Linked DNA regions of Zea mays: region 1 is linked to region 2. A link is a contact called in public Hi-C data. All regions are on one chromosome and are shown on one strand. The core of a region is the stretch at or near the end of the contact, and the rest is flanking DNA. Distances in the headings are between cores, read along the strand shown.

What was found. A called contact is a pair of places that touch in the nucleus more often than the background predicts.
Region 1: a contact with region 2 is called in a Hi-C map of tassel, with 2.1 times the contacts expected there. The contact joins the promoter of LOC100191465 here to the promoter of LOC100191462 in region 2. A contact is called at or near these places in 2 of 25 Hi-C or Micro-C datasets (ear and tassel).

What each region holds. Positions count from the first base shown.
Region 1 is chr2:7,037,728-7,041,217 of Zm-B73-REFERENCE-NAM-5.0, forward strand. LOC100191465 reads right to left here and starts at 2,014. Exons shown (of 4, transcript NM_001136898.1): 1 at 1,636-2,014; 2 at 1,143-1,212; 3 at 1-905. The coding sequence starts at 1,709. LOC103645877 reads left to right here and starts at 3,072. Exons shown (of 12, transcript XM_008670585.4): 1 at 3,072-3,396. The coding sequence starts at 3,139.
Region 2 is chr2:6,834,851-6,838,646 of Zm-B73-REFERENCE-NAM-5.0, forward strand. LOC100191462 reads right to left here and starts at 2,340. Exons shown (of 2, transcript NM_001136895.1): 1 at 781-2,340; 2 at 353-674. The coding sequence starts at 2,064. The coding sequence ends at 790.

The DNA of each region.
Region 1 (3,490 bases), core at 764-3,263, 200 kb after region 2:
GGTATCAGCAGGTCCTCCAGCGCGGCCTCCTCCAGCTGGTCGCCGGCCCTCCTCTCCAGCGCGTCCCGGCATGCCGCGGCGGCGTGCAGGACCGTCGCGACGCGGAGCAGACCGAGCAGGAACCGCGTCGGTGCGACGCCCTTCTCGACTGGGAGCATCGCGACAATCTCCTCCAGTAGTGTCCTCTGGTCGCCGCCCGAGAGCACGGCCGCAGCCCCCCCGCGGCTGCTGCCGTCGCTGTTGTCTCCGAGGCGCCTGAGCCCGGAGAGGTGGCGCCTGGCGTAGTGCATCAGCGAGCCGGCGACGTTCTCGGGGCTCATGCCCCTGGACCGCACCGCCGCAATGAGCCGCTTGTAGAGCGGCAGCGGTAACGAGGACGCCTGGTCGTACCACCAGCCCGCGCCGGGCGACCGCGGCCTCCCGGCGGCGCCGATGCCGGTCCAGATCGCCGTCTCCTCGAGGCTCTTGGCCGTGAAGTACTCCAGCATCGGCCACCCGGAGAGCGTCGGGTCGGCGCACGCCTTGTCCGCCAGCGAGTCGATGCACCGCTGCACGATGAGCAGGTCCTCGGCGGCAGGGAGCACGGCGTCGTCGCACGTGCCCAACGCGCGCACCGTGTCGCTCCAGCCGGCCAGCACCTCGGACAGGAACGACTCCGCCTGCTCCACGAGGTTCCCTTCGCCGTAGTCCTCCGTCATGGCGAGGCGCTCCGCCGCGCACCGCAGCGGCACGGCGTTGCCCGCGTTCAGCTCCGTCTGGACGTCGTAGCAGAACCTGGCGGCCAGCAGGAAGGCCTCCGCCCCGCCGGGGACGTCGTCCAGACGCACGGTGCACGGTTTGCTGCCATCGCCGGTGGACTCGTTCACAAGCTTCTGCAGCGTGCCGCTACGGCTGGTCAACGGAATCTGAGCAATTAACGAGAATGATGCAGATGGCATTTAGTTGCACGTCGTCAGCATGTAAAACAAGTGCAATTTACCAAACTTGCAAGTTATCTGACAGTCTAAAAGCATCACTGATCACACATCGCATAGATTCATGTACTGGAACGTCAATTCATTCGGTGGGGGCATCACGCATCTGACAGTCTAGCGTTCAGAAATGAAGGATGTGATGAGCATTGGGACATAGGAAACCAATACCTTGTGTAGGTGGAAGGACGTATCTCCTACTTCGACGACCACATCGCTTGCGAGCTCCGATACGCAGGTCCTGCAAGAGCCCGGAGAGGTACCAAAGATCAGTGGCTAAAAATATTTTTTGTTGTCTGCACAGCTTTTCAGAAAGGTGTTATCTGAACAATGAATAGGGACATCCGATTGGTCATTGAATTAGCTAGGATCGGTACTGAACTACTACCACTACAAGATCATCGATCCTAAATGGGCAACTTCGATCAGATTATATCCTCATCACACTATGGATGCAATTAAGAAACTCTAATAATGCCAGCGCTGCAACTAGAAACAAAACGGAAGTAGAAAACAAATCCGCAACCGATCTGCGACATGCAGTTGTCCACCTCAAACAAAAAATACAAAAAGAAAAAAAATCATGCAAGAAGATCGCCCGCGTCAGAGAATGAAGACGGGACAGTGGCCATGGCCGGGGGATACGAAGGTGTGTAGGTCGTACCAGGTGTTAGGGTCTTGGAACTGGAAGCAGTCCGCTGGCTTGGATCCGATCACCCTGGTCGCTGGCGCCGCCATGAACCAGCCGTTCGGTTCTTCTTCTTCCCACGGACGATCGATCCGGGATCGATGGATCAAACCACGCGGCGGCGAGACTGGATGGCCGTCCAATGTGCGGCCGGGCCGCGCACACCGAGAATCCGCGAGAACTGTAAGCGTGTGCTACGAGAAACCTAGCCTGTCGTCTCGGTCGGCCGGCCGGCGATTATCGCCTGCCGCGTCCGGCGCCACGTGACTCGGGCGGGAGTTCGGAGGACGTCGCAAGTCGCAACGCACGCACCGGATCACCTGAGGAGCCAGAACGTGCGCGACGGGGGGTGCGGCCGAGCCGAGCACACTTGCGGTGGCCTGCGGCTCTGCCCAGGGTTAACAAAAACCGTTTTAATTTAATTTCCTGTTAACCACCGAAAACAAAAAACGAAAGGTTTTTGATGGATTTCGAATTTCCTAGCCAGTTTTCAAATTCAAATTAAAAATCGGCTTTTGTGAACCCCGTCTGAAAAACCATGTGCTTGTTTACAATTTAGGTTCCTTCCTAATCTAGTTATCACAAGAATCTAAGGTGCTGTTTGGTTCAAAAATTGTAACGCAAATGGTAATGGTAATTGTTTCGGCTCGATTACTGGCGGTAACAAATTTGAATAGGCTAGTATTAAATTTTAGTGTGGTATCTGATTACGGTTGTACTAAAACAAACATGATTTAACGTTATCCGTTACCCATTACGTTACAAATATGTGAACCAAACAGCACCTAAATATCACGAGATTTGCATAGGAATGGAGATGAAGGAGTTTATACGATTTAGAAAGCGTGGGCGATGGAAGAAATTATCGTGGATTTACAAAGCGGTGGATTTCTTCCATCGCGACGATTTAACGGTTTCTCAATCCACGTCGATTTGAATAATTTTCACAAAATCGGACTAACAAACGAAGAGTTTTGGCGGCTAGAAGCCGATGGTTAGAATCGAAGCCAAAACAAAAACATACCTATGTTTTCCTATCGGGTTTTTTTCATGTTTCTCAAAAATTAAATTTGAATTTACAAATCAGTCGGGAAATTCGAAATCTGTCGAGAATCCTGACCAAGAAACTGTGCTTTCTTAGCAAAAACACGTTTTTACCTAAAATACAAATTATTTATCTAACAAATAATTGTTAAACATGGGACATATCAGATTACGCATAAAAACATGCAGTTTTTTATCATAATTTGATCTGTTTTCTTTTTCATTTTTTTGGATTTTAAACGTGCACGCCCACGCTACGGATACTGGGCCGGGCCTAAGCAAGCTATTGATGAAAATGGGCCTGTTCCTATGTTGGGCCCGTTTCAAACGGCAAACTCTCGAGCGAAGCGACCGACGGGGATAAGTCGCCCGAGCCAAATCCGACGGGGTTGCCAGCCGGCGGTTGCTTCACTCGCTCGCTGCAGCCGCGCGGCGATGACGGCCACCGCCAGCTGCTTCTCCAGCCCCGTCGCGTGGGCGCGGCCTCGCGCCGGCCCCGCAGGCGCGAGTGCGGCCTTGCGCGTGGGCCGGTGTCCCGCGGCCGCGGTAGCGGCGCACGACGTGGCGTTCCACCCGGACGTGTCCCGCGCGGCGGATTCGCTGCAGGCGGAGTTCCGCGCCGTGGACCGCGCCATCGCTCTCAACTCCTCCCGCGTGGCCGCCGCCTTCCGTCGCGCGCGCGTCGCCCCGCACGTAAACCCCCCTTCGTTTCACCCTGGTCCTCTGCTTGGCATCCGAGCTCACACCGCAGGTGAACACAGAGTCACGTTTGTGGCGTGTGTTTGTT
Region 2 (3,796 bases), core at 1,090-3,589:
TCCCCTTGGGGATTGGAGAGGATTGAGGTGGAAATGAACTAATTTCCCTCTCAATCCCCAAGGGGATTTGTGTTTCCAAACTAGCCCTTATGGGATTGTATAACCACTTAACATTCAAGCTATTTTGCGCGGCTACTGTTAAACACTGGGAATTTTAAAAATAAACTTAGAAGTGCAACAAAGCTGCAACACATTCAAGATCTTAAATGTAGTGGTCGTCGAAACCATCCGCAGAGAAGAAATTTCCAGGTTTAAGGCAAAAGCCATAAATACCCCATAGCTCCAAACAGCCCAGGAACTGCAGTTAAAATGTCTCCAATTGTGCCCACAAAACCATTTAACACGGTTGATAAGACCAGGTAACAGCCAACTAGTCAAAATACAGATATTTTGATACATGAAACCCAGTACACATCCACAAAGTACATAATGAAGCCGCAATAGCAAAACTACATATTAGGCAATAAAACGATATGATCCTTCAAGAAAGTTCCTCCTTCAAATACTGCTACAAAGGCATCTGGTTCAAATCCAGTTGTAAAATTCAACAGCAGGAAGCCTTTCGCTACATTTTGGCACCAATATAGACTCAAAAGCCATCCGAATGCAAAACCACATGAACGAACCACGGACCACAGATGCCAAACTAAGATACAAGGAAAATAATCAGATGGCTGCAAGAACAAGATCAACAAATCACAAAGAATGCATAGAGAATGAAAGGAAATGAAGCAATAGTACCAAAGGTGGTTCATAAAACAATGTTGAGAGTTGATATACCTAGTTCTGTCAATATCCACCCTGAAAACCAGTGCCTCCGACCTGAGAACCAGGCACCTGGCCCTGCCCAGATGCCCCAGCCTGATAACCAGCAGCAGTGGCAGCTGCGGCAGCCGCTGCCGCTGCAGTGCTTGTCTGGGTAGTTGCCTGGCCAACCTGAAACCCAGGTGGCCCTTGAAAGCCAGGAGGAGCTCCACTTCCTTGATATGCAGCTGCTGCTGCTTGAACACCTGCTGCATTTGGGAAAGCGGCACCTGCTCCAAACGACGGTGTCCCAAAACCCTGAGCTCCAAAACCTGTAAGACCAACTGTGTGTGCCTGCTGCCCCCCTGCACCCAATGCAGCAGCGGCGAAGGCTGGGTTCATAGCAGCAAGCATGGCTGGACTCATCCCTAGCGCAGCTGGGTTCTGCATTGCTGCTATCATGGCAAGCATTGCATTGGGTTGAGTGAATGCCTGTTGCTGTGCACCTAATCCCAGCATAGCAGCTTGCTGTGCAAAACTCATGTCAGGAACCACAGTAGCACTATATGCTGATGCATCATATGGGCTGATGGCAACACTGGAAGGAGCAGTCATCTGGGCGGCGACCACAGATGCAGTAGTGGGATTGGAGTTAGTATTTGTATTCATTCCAGATGAGCCCTTGGTCCTCCCATCTATGGCTTTCTGCACATTGAGTGTCTTTCCATCAAAATTCTTTATTGGCTCCTCCAAAGCACGGCGAGCACTCTCCACAGACTTGTAAACAAATAATGCAAATCCCTTTGGTCTGCCAGTGTTCTTGTCAAAGCCCAACGGGCCCTCTTCAATCTCACCAAATTGTGCAAAATACTCATATAGGCGGTCCACGTCCACATCAGCATGCACATTACCAACAAATATCTTGCGTTGTATATTGTCAGTTTGTGATGATGAGGATCCAGAAGCGTTGCTCGTGGAGTTAGAGTTAGCATTGGGGTTGGCGTTGGAGATAGGGTTCTGAGACTGAGCTGGGGGTGCGGGGCCTGAGGCGGCGAGGTGACAGAAAGCAAGACGACCACCGATTTGGAGCTGAGGGCGGTTGAGGGCGCGGAGCGCAGAGCGGCGGGAGCGGAAGAGGACGAACCCGTAGCCCTTGGATCTACCAGATTGCTTGTCAGAGATGACGCGGCAGTCCTCGAGCTCGCCGAAGCGTGAGAAGGCGGAGCGGAGGTCCTCGGCGCCGGCACCCCATCCGAGACCGTGGACGAAGAGCTTCCTGCTGGCAGGGTCGGCCTCAACGGCGCGGCGGACGGCCGCCATCGTGGCGGGGCTCGCCTCCGCCGCCGTGCGGAGCAGCGCAACGAGCTGCTCCCGCGACAGCGGCTCAAGTAGCTTGACAATGTCCTCCGCGTCGTCCTCGTCGTCGCCGGCGCCCTCGTCCTCGTCCTCTTCGGCGGCGTTGGGTTCGGGCGGGTCGTCAGTGATGGGGAAGTAGATGGAGCCGCGTGGCTTGGGCTCCGAGGACGCCGGCTCGTGGCGGTGGTTGGTGGTGGCTGCCTCCACGGCGGCGGGGGACTCGGCGGGATCGGCCTTGCGCTTCTTCGGCGCCATCGATAGGCAAGCTAGGGTTTAGGCGCAAGCTGGGAGATTGGGATTTGCGACACTAGTGATTCACAAGGAAAATGGGACATTGGAAAGAGGTAGAATAAATACAGTACACACCAGACCTAAACCTTGATAACGGAGGCCTGGCGGCGCCGAAAGGCCCGTGATAATTGAGCCTTAATGTAAAGTCCTTACTGGAGGCCCAGTAGTAGCAACCCTTAAGTTTTTCCTTTTTGCAGGCTGGCCCGGCTTATTTTGGAGGGCCATATAGTGAAGCGTTCGTCGTCTAATTTCGGGCCATTCCAATTTATAATAATTTATAATCCGTTTAACTTTTTTACCTTAAATTTGATTAGCTTGTTATATTAAAAAATTCATAATTATTATTAATTTTATTGTGATATTGTTTAGCATATAATATACTTTAAATATAGCTTTGAAATTTTCATTCTTTCGCAAAAAAAAATGAGTAGGACAAGTCGGTCAAACGAATTATAATTTGGGAAGGAGGTAGTATAAAAGACAATTAAGGCCATATTTGAATCCACCTAGTTTCTTAGAAGTAATACCTAATTTATAAGATAATATAAAAGCAGAAATTAATTCCTTTATACATGTGCCCTCTTTTTGTACCATCACACGTGAACACCATATTTAAAAACAAATAAATATAAAATAAATGTCACTAAATTATGCATCATGCTGGAATTTTATTGTGTGTGCATTATTTGTGACAATATAAAAATAACATAAAAAGAAATATGTTAAAGTCCAAAGTGAAATTTGAGATCTAAAAGAAATTCTAGAATTTAGAAAAGAGAAGAAACTAAATATTATGTGGATAAAAAAAGTAAATAAAAATATATTATTCCTACACTAGGGTTTGAATTTGTATAGATGACTCAATGGTGAAACTCCTAACAAGGTTCAAATTTCTTTTGGAGATTCAAATGAAAAGGAAAAGAAAATACAAAAGTGTCGGCGTTTCGAGACCGGGGGGTCCCTAAGCCGACGAGTGAATGTCGTCGCGTGCCCCAGCCCAGATGGGTCGACGCGAGGCCGAGCGCGAAGGGGGGAAGTGAGGTGGCCGGAGACAGGCGTGAGAGAGGTGGAAATCCCGCGGCCTTCGTGTTCGTCCCGCGCCCAGGTCGGGTGCGCTTGCAGTAGGGGGTTACAAGCGTCCACGCGGGAGAGGGAGCGAGCGGCTCCAAGCGAGCGCCTGTCTCGTCCTCGTCCCCGCGCGGCCAACCCTCTCTAAGAGGGCCCTGGTCCTTCCTTTTATAGGCGTAAGTATAGGATCCAGGTGTACAATGGGGGTGTAGCAGAGTGCTACGTGTTTAGCGGAGGGGAGCTAGCGCCCTAAGTACATGCCGTTGTGGCAGCCGGAGAGATTTTGGCACCCAGCTGGTGTGGTGTCGTGGCCGTCGGAGGAGCGCTGGAGCCTGGC